2 separate regions of the Macaca mulatta genome follow, and region 2 is linked to region 1. Evidence: chromatin contacts called from public Hi-C data. All regions are on one chromosome and are shown on one strand. Each heading gives the region's core, a stretch centred on a gene start, on an enhancer-like site or on the middle of the called end of the contact. The rest is flanking DNA. Distances are from core to core; before and after follow the strand shown.

What was found. Hi-C and Micro-C count contacts between places; a contact is called where the count stands out from the background.
Region 2: a contact with region 1 is called in a Hi-C map of fetal cortex germinal zone, with 2.8 times the contacts expected there. The contact joins the promoter of INSIG1 here to the promoter of PAXIP1 in region 1. A contact is called at or near these places in 3 of 14 Hi-C or Micro-C datasets (cortical neurons, fetal cortex germinal zone and fetal cortical plate).

Annotation. Positions count from the first base shown.
Region 1 is chr3:194,479,767-194,483,543 of T2T-MMU8v2.0, reverse strand. It overlaps PAXIP1 (PAX interacting protein 1), which reads left to right and starts at 2,169. Exons shown (of 22, transcript XM_077997790.1): 1 at 2,169-2,841. It also overlaps a transcript of HTR5A not described here.
Region 2 is chr3:194,766,547-194,770,323 of T2T-MMU8v2.0, reverse strand. It overlaps INSIG1 (insulin induced gene 1), which reads right to left and starts at 1,635. Exons shown (of 6, transcript XM_077997801.1): 1 at 1,473-1,635; 2 at 802-1,240. The coding sequence starts at 1,213.

The DNA.
Region 1 (3,777 bases), core at 920-3,419:
CACGATGGCTCACGCCTATAATCCCAGCACTTTGGGAGGCCGAGGCAGGAGGATCACAAGGTCAGGAGTTCAAGACCAGCCTAGTCAGCACAGTGAAAGCCTGTCTCTACTAAAAATACCAAAATTAGCCAGATGTGGTGGCACGCGCCTATAGTCCCAGCTACTTAGGAGGCTGAGGCGGGAGAATCGCTTGAACCCAGGAGGCAGAAGTTGCAGTGAGCCAAGACCACGCCACTGCACTCCAGCCTGGGTGACAGAGTGAGGCTCCATCTCAAAAAATAAATGAATAAATAAATAAAAGAAAAATAAAAAAAAGGATAAATAAGTTCTTTCACACAGGTCGATAAAAAGGCATGATCTGTATTTTGGATCTAACATATTTATTACACTGATATGTTCCCAACATAGAATTATTTTTCATAATGAAAAGTGTATACCAGAATATATCAAATATATTATTAGGTATTAAAAGGTTTCCTGATTACAAAGGATGTCATAAAAATTTTAAGGATGGATGATAAATTCTGGGTTTTTCCTTCAGGCAAGCACTTAGTGTTTTTATTACTGGTTGAGTAACCTTTATCTGAAATGCTTGGGACAAAAGTATTTCAGATATTTTTGATTTGGGATATTTGCATATACATAATAAGATATCTTGGGGATGGGACCCAAGCCTAAAAGGGAAATTCATTTGTTTCACATACACCTTACCCACATAGCCTGAAGGTAAGGTTATATATTTTAAATAATTTTGTGCATGAAAGCAAAAGTTGTGGTGGCATTTTTAAAAAAATGTTTTTGTTTTGTTTTGTTTACAGACGGTCTCACTGTATTGTCCAGGCTGGACTGAAACTCCTGGACTCAAGCAATCCTCCTGCCTCAACCTCCCAAGTAGCTGGCATTACAGGTGCCCACCACACCAGGCTTGTGATTTGACTGTGACCCAGTGTCACATGAGGGCACTTCTGGAATTTTCCATTTGTGGGGTCACGTCAGCACACAAAAAATTTCTAATTTTAGAGCATTTTGGATTTCAGATTAGGAATGCTTAACCTAAGTTTGTAAAAGAAATTTTTTAGCCTTAGAATAGGGATGTTTCAGATTGTTCAACAAATGAAAAAGACTAAAAAACCCAGAAAACATTGGAATGATAAATCATTAAGTATATTTAAATGTGTTGTTTACCTCTTGCCCGTACAAAACCACTCATGACATACATACAAATGTAAAGACAAAACTGTATTCACCTGATTAACAAGAGCCAGCGTTCACTGCATGCTGATCAAGGAACCAACACAAATTTTATCATACACTAAAAAAAGGTAGAACAAAGGCCAACTTAAAGCCTGGAAAGTGATCCAATCTGTCATATTAGTGTACCACAGAGTAATTTTGAAAGCCTTTTCTTTTTCTTTATTTTTGAAAAGACGGAGTCTCGCTCTGTCGCCCAGGCTGGAGGGCAGTGGCGCGATCTCGGCTCACTGCAACCTCACCCTCCCGGGTTCACGCCATTCTCCTGCCTCAGCCTCCCGAGCAGCTGGGATTACAGGCGCGCGCCGCCACGCCCGGCTAATTTTTTGTATTTTAGTAGAGACGGGGTTTCACCGTGTCGCCCAGGCTGGCCTCGAACCCCTGAACTCAGGCAATCCGCCCACCTCGGCCTCCTAAAATGCTAGGATTACAGGCGTGAGCCACCGCGCCCGGACTTTTCTCTTTTTTAAAACCAATTTCACTAACATTTACTAAAAAATGGTTTTCTGCTTTGCAGAAGAGACTTAAGGCATGTGGAGAAGACACTGCGGGCCTGTCTCAGATTCCTTTAGAAACCAATGCTCCACAGTTTTAGGACTAAGTAATATTCCGATAATCACCCAAGAGTTCCTGGTCTCCGGTTTGTTGTGAGATTGGAAATGAACGTGAAAGGCTGCGTTCGTCATCGTGGCCTTATTTCTTCTCCCAACTTCCGGTCGTGCAGGTGTCTCGGGCAGGTGATGCCGAGGCCACTCTGCCGTGTTTTGTGAATCTTGGCAGAAGGGAGGCGAGCTGTAAATAAAAGCATGAGCATTAGAATCGCCGCTGTGTAGTATTAACCTGTTGAGCGCGGGGCTTTCCGGGGCTGGAGCTGCACCGCGGGCTCTGCCGTCTGGGACTCTCCTCCAGCGCGGACCGGACACGACCCCAGGCACCAGGCCGGGCCCGGCCGGGACAGCGGGGTCTTGGGCAGCGGCGGGGCCGGGCGCCCCTCCAGCACGTCCCCAGCTCGGGCGTCGAGGCCTGGCGGAGACCCCAGGACTCGCCACGGCGGCCTCCAGTGCGCGTCTTGCGTGACGCCGCGGTCTCTGGAATTCCGTCACGGCGGAGCCGGGTCCAGCAAGGTGTAGACCGGGGACCCGCGCCTTGCTCGGCCAGAGCGGCTCAGCCACTACTCCAGGTCCGGCCGCGGCCACTGAGAACAGCCGGGACACCCAGCTCCACTCTGCCCGGGACCAAGAAGCCCGAGGAGGCCGCTGCCCGGGTCCAGCTCTCACTAGCGGCCCCGAAGCCCCGCCCCTCCGCCGGGCGCATGCGCAGCCCCCCAGCAGCCGCGTGTGGTGACGGGAGGGGCCTGCCCGCTCCCCTCCTTCCCGGGACCGGCTCACTCCGGCCCCGCCGAGGGGGGCTCGGGTTTCACCTCGTCCCCCGGGATCCCTCGTTGCAGAGCGGCGGAGATGGAACCGCAAGATCCAGAGCGGGCCAGCGGGCTCCAGCTCTCCCGGAGCCGTGGATGGCGGCAGAGGCGCGGGGCGTTGCTGGAGGCCGGGCGGCTCCTCGGCGCTCCCCCTCGGTGGCCGGGGCGGGATGGTGCGTCCCGCAGGGCGCGCGCGGCTCCCGCGCTTCGGGCGCTCGGCGCGGGCGCGGGCGGGGGCGCGGAGGGCGGGGGAGCGGACCCCGATTCGCAGGACCCGGCCCGGGCCGCGCGGGCAGTGCCGTTGGCGGGGCGAGCGGGGGCGCCGGGCGCCGCGGGGCCGGGGGCGGGGGGTGGGCGGGGCCGGGCGCTGCCGCGGAGCCTCCCGGGCCGCCGCGATCATGTCGGACCAGGCGCTCAAAGTTCCTGAGGAGATGTTCAGGGAGGTCAAGTATTACGCGGTGGGCGACATCGACCCGCAGGTACCGCGCCCGCTCCTGCCGCGGCCTCCTCCCGCGTCCGCGTCCCCGTCCCCGTCCGTCCCCGTTCCCGTCCCCGTCCCCGCTCCTGTCGCGGGCGCGCGCCGGGCGCAGAGCGTCGGGTCCGCCGAGGCCGCCGGCCTGACTGCGCGGAGGGCAGGGGCGACCGCGGGGTGGGCGCGGGAGGCCGGGGCACGGGGGATTGCGGGAGGGAGGGCGGCCGGGGCGGCGGGAGCTCTGTGCCTCGGTCCCTAGTGCGTGCCCTGAGCCCCCGGCCTGCGGCCCTGGGGTCGCCGCCCCCCACCCAACGGGCCCCCTCGCTCTCTGCTCCTTTGCTGAGCGGGACTGGCGCCGGGTCGCGTCTCCCCCTTCCCCGCGCCAGGCGTCTCGGCTCCCGGGAGAGCAGCTCTGAGGGCGGACGAGGGTCGCCGGGATCCCTAGCCGGGGCAGCTCGCGCGGGGGCCCCAGGCTCTCTCGGCCGGCGGGGACCGTGGCCGTGCCCCGGCGTGGCCGCCTCCGCCACCCGGGCAGCTGCCGTCCTGTGCGGGGCTGAGAAGCGCTCCTTTCCAACCTGTGTTCCTGCACGTGGGGGCTGGCATTCGTCTTCCTTGATTTTCCCAGTTGGACGATTAA
Region 2 (3,777 bases), core at 386-2,885, 290 kb before region 1:
AAATGCTGTGTGACTACAGCAGCAGTAAGGGATTTGCTGGGCCAAGATCAACTCAACATTTCTATAAAAGAGGTTCAATGATAGCCAAGAAATTCTAGTAAAGACACTCAGCGTCCCCCTGTCCACAGTTCAGACTGACCTAGTGTTACACTGTGAGGCATCTATGCTACTGCCTGGGTGTACGAAAATCTAAACGTCGTAAGGGGGTTACTCTTTTCCTTAAGAACGTAATCTACAGAGCTCTAACAGTTCAGGGAGTAGACGTTTTGGCTTCCGACCACGGTTTACTCAGCGACCCGGCAAAAGGAAGTACTGAGAAGTTGCTCCCCTGGCAACCGCCTCCTGAACACATGTGACGGGTTTGTTTTCAGTTATCCAGCAGGGTAGCATGTTTGCTGCCGCGACCAATGGCCTTTCAGTCCCGCTGCTCACCAGTTCCCCAGGCGGCCAATCCGGGGCGGCTGGCGCGGGATGACAGCTGGGGCTGTACCCGGACGCCAGGAGGGAAGGGCCCTCAGTCAGCTTGGCACAGCATCTGCTTGAACAGCCAATTATCTCCCTGCCTCATCTCCATCACTGTGCTTCCTCAAACTTCAGAGAGCTGTGGCCTGAACCCGCCCTGGGGGGTGCCAGGTCCTCTCTACCCCTCCTTCATTTCTCTAAATCCCCAAACTGGAGATGCACACTTTCAATCTGTGGACAGTTCTAGTTTCAAATGCATGTTTCTCAATAGGCTGAAAAGTACTTTCAACCGAAAAGACACCCTTTTTACTTCCAGAAGAACCGCGGGGGGGTACTCACCAGCTGCTGTCCCGCAGCAGGGAGGGACCCACCAGGCGGAGGAAAAGATGGTAGCGATCACCTCCTCGGGGAAGAGAGTGACATTCCTCTGGATCTGCAGCAGGTTGAGCACCAGGGCTAGGACCACCCCAACCGAGAAGAGCACGAGGCTCCTCTGCACCAGGCGATGATGCCAGGTGTTGGGGTAGGGGCCGCCGGGCTCGGGGCTGCTCATCGCAGCACTGCGGCCCCCGGGCGCGGGGTCAGCGTCCGGGGCACCATGGGCCGCCAGCAGGGAGGGCCCGGACACGGAAGCGCTGATCATCTCCCCAACCTTGGCTGCCAGCCCCGCGGCGCTGGCTCGCGGGGGGCCTCGGCGCCTCACGCTGTGCGCACAGGAGCAACTCCAGAAGTGGTCGTGCAATCTGGGCATCGGTCACCCGCGTCCGAGAGGCGCTTCCTGGAAGAAGGGGGTCATCAAGTTCACTCAGAAGAGACAAAGAGCGAGGAAGGCCCCGCGGGACGCGAACCCCGGCACCCGGGCCAGGCGGCAGCGCAGCCCCCACCAGGTTAGAACCCGGTGCACTCGCCCAGGGCCAGCGGCGGACGGGACCCGCGCTCACATCAAGCAGCACCCCCGGCCCCAGCGGGACCGGCGTCCCAGAGACCCAACGGGGCCCGCGCCCGCCTACCTCCGGGGAGGACCGGCTGCAGCGCGACCAAACCCCGCCCGCGACCCCTGCCCCAGCCCGCCGCGTACCTGGCCGAGAGGCGCCAGCCCTCGGGCTCTGCGAGCGGAGGCGGGGCTGCGGGGAAGGAGGAGTCGCGGCCCGGGACGGCCCCAAGTGCGGCCGCGGCGCCTGGCGGGCACGCGGGCTTATATGGCGGGCCGCGGGGCCCGCATCACGTGACCCTGCCCGGCCTACCCACCGCCCGCGCGCACCGCCTAGGGGCGTGGCCTGAGCTCGCCCCGCCCCGCCCGCGCGCCCGTCCACAAGCGGTCTGGTGAGGCGGCGGCAACCAATGGGAGGCGGGCGGCCCATATGACGTGCGCACACGCCACCGCCGGCCCGTGCGCGCTCGGGCGGGAGCCGCGGCACGGACGGCGGGGCGCGTGGCGGCTGCGGGGCACGCGGGCCCGAGCGGGACGGGCCGGCTGCGAGGGGACGGCCGCGGAGTTGGGGCCTGGGAGGGGACGGTCTGGCCGGGAGGAGGCGGAGGGAGGACAGGGTGGGGTTGCGGGCCCGGCGCCGCCCCTCCCGGCTCCTGGCTCCCCTCGCCTGGTGTCCCGCGCCTGACCCGGAGGCGACGGGTCTCGAACGCGCAGGCCTCCCTGGCGGAGCGCGGGCTCTGGCGCGGGGCCGGACCCTGCTCAGAGCAATGGCGGGCTTGCATCGGTGGGTCATTTCCTCGGGCCCCTAGTGGCCTTTGCTCACGCCAGGAGAGCAAACCACCCGCACAGCCCAGAAGCAGATAAAATCGAGACCACAGTCCCCAAAGGATCGCGCCTCCATCCTGTTTGCCCCTCGGGTCGCCGTCTAAGGGCGGGCCCGTGCCCGCTCAGAGCCTACATCCGAGTCGTATAAAGCGCTGACAGCGGAGAAAGCAACGGCTTTGCTCCGTGCAGATGAGCAGGGGCTAAGGGAGGACGCTGTGCTCTCTCTCAGTAGCCGCGCTCGGCCCGGGGGCCCTGCAGTCTTGGAAACGTGAGTCAGGCCTGCAGCGTGGCGAGGAAACGCCGCTGATGTGGCATCCTCAGCCTGGGGTTGTGGCTCTAAGCCAGAAGGTTAAAAAAAAGACGTTTTCTTGAGCTGGGACTGCCCTGAGTCCCTTTAGGGGCGAAATTCTGAGCATCCGATTGCGTTTCCTGAGGATGACACGCGTGGTGGGCGTGGACGGCCTGCAGGGGTCCGTCCTCAGCGGTTCCTCTGCAGGGCAGTCTCGTCCTCAGGGGTCTCGTCCTCAAGGGTCTCGTCCTCAGCGGTCCCTCTGCGGGGCAGAGTCTCGCTGTCACCTTCCCAGCTGACTCCTCTCAAGCCCTGTTAACCATTGTACATATTCCCAAGGACTCCAAGCAGGTTGGACTTCAGGGAACATTGCAGTTTGGGTCTTGGCCATTGTTTACCCTCCACCTTGCATTAAGTGCTTGAGGATCACACACCCAGATACGTAGATCATCCGTAGATCATCGCAGTCACATCAAAGACTTGTTTATAATAGGAAGGAAAAAAAAAAAAAAAAACTGGCCACTGTCATGCGCTGGGAAACTGATGAGCTGAAGGATGACCCATCTGTCAGTTGGGTGCTGCCTAATGGACAGAGAACCCTTCAGAAACCTGTGCTGTGTCTCCCAGACCCCAGTGTGAGCTCCCCGTCCCGCGCAATGATCTAAATCTAGCTGCTAACCTCATGGAGAGGCATCTGCACGGCAGCCCCGGCCCTGAGAGGCAGGCCAGTCACCCATTCAGTTAGGAAACACCAGCAAGTGCCAGAAGCTTCTCATTAGCAGGTCAGCTTTCAATAACTGGTTTATCCAGGTGTGTGAGACCCGATAAGCAGACATGAAAGCTCTTAGCGACCTATCCAGCTGCTCTACGCTAGGCTCCTGACATCACAGAAATCAGTACCTCTGTCTTCTGGGGTCCAAGGGGTATTTCAATTTCTCTGGCTTTTTTCCTGTCATTTCTGCCTGGCCCTGCAGACTACCCCGGTATTTCCATCGTAATACCCCTGTGGGCAGGTGCATACCTCATGACAATATTTAATATTAATAGATTTCTGTGTTGTCTCCAGAATGGAAAGGGGCTATCTATTCCTTTAGCTAGTTGGCTTGTTAAAGACTATTGACTTCATCTTCTTTTCCTATCTGCCTAATAAACCAGTGTTAATACAACCCAGCCTCTCCGACTCTGTCCCTCCTCTCATCTGTACTGGGATATTATGAACCATGGAAGATCCTGGGGTCATAGAGGCACCCTGTGGCCCTGTGGCTGTTGC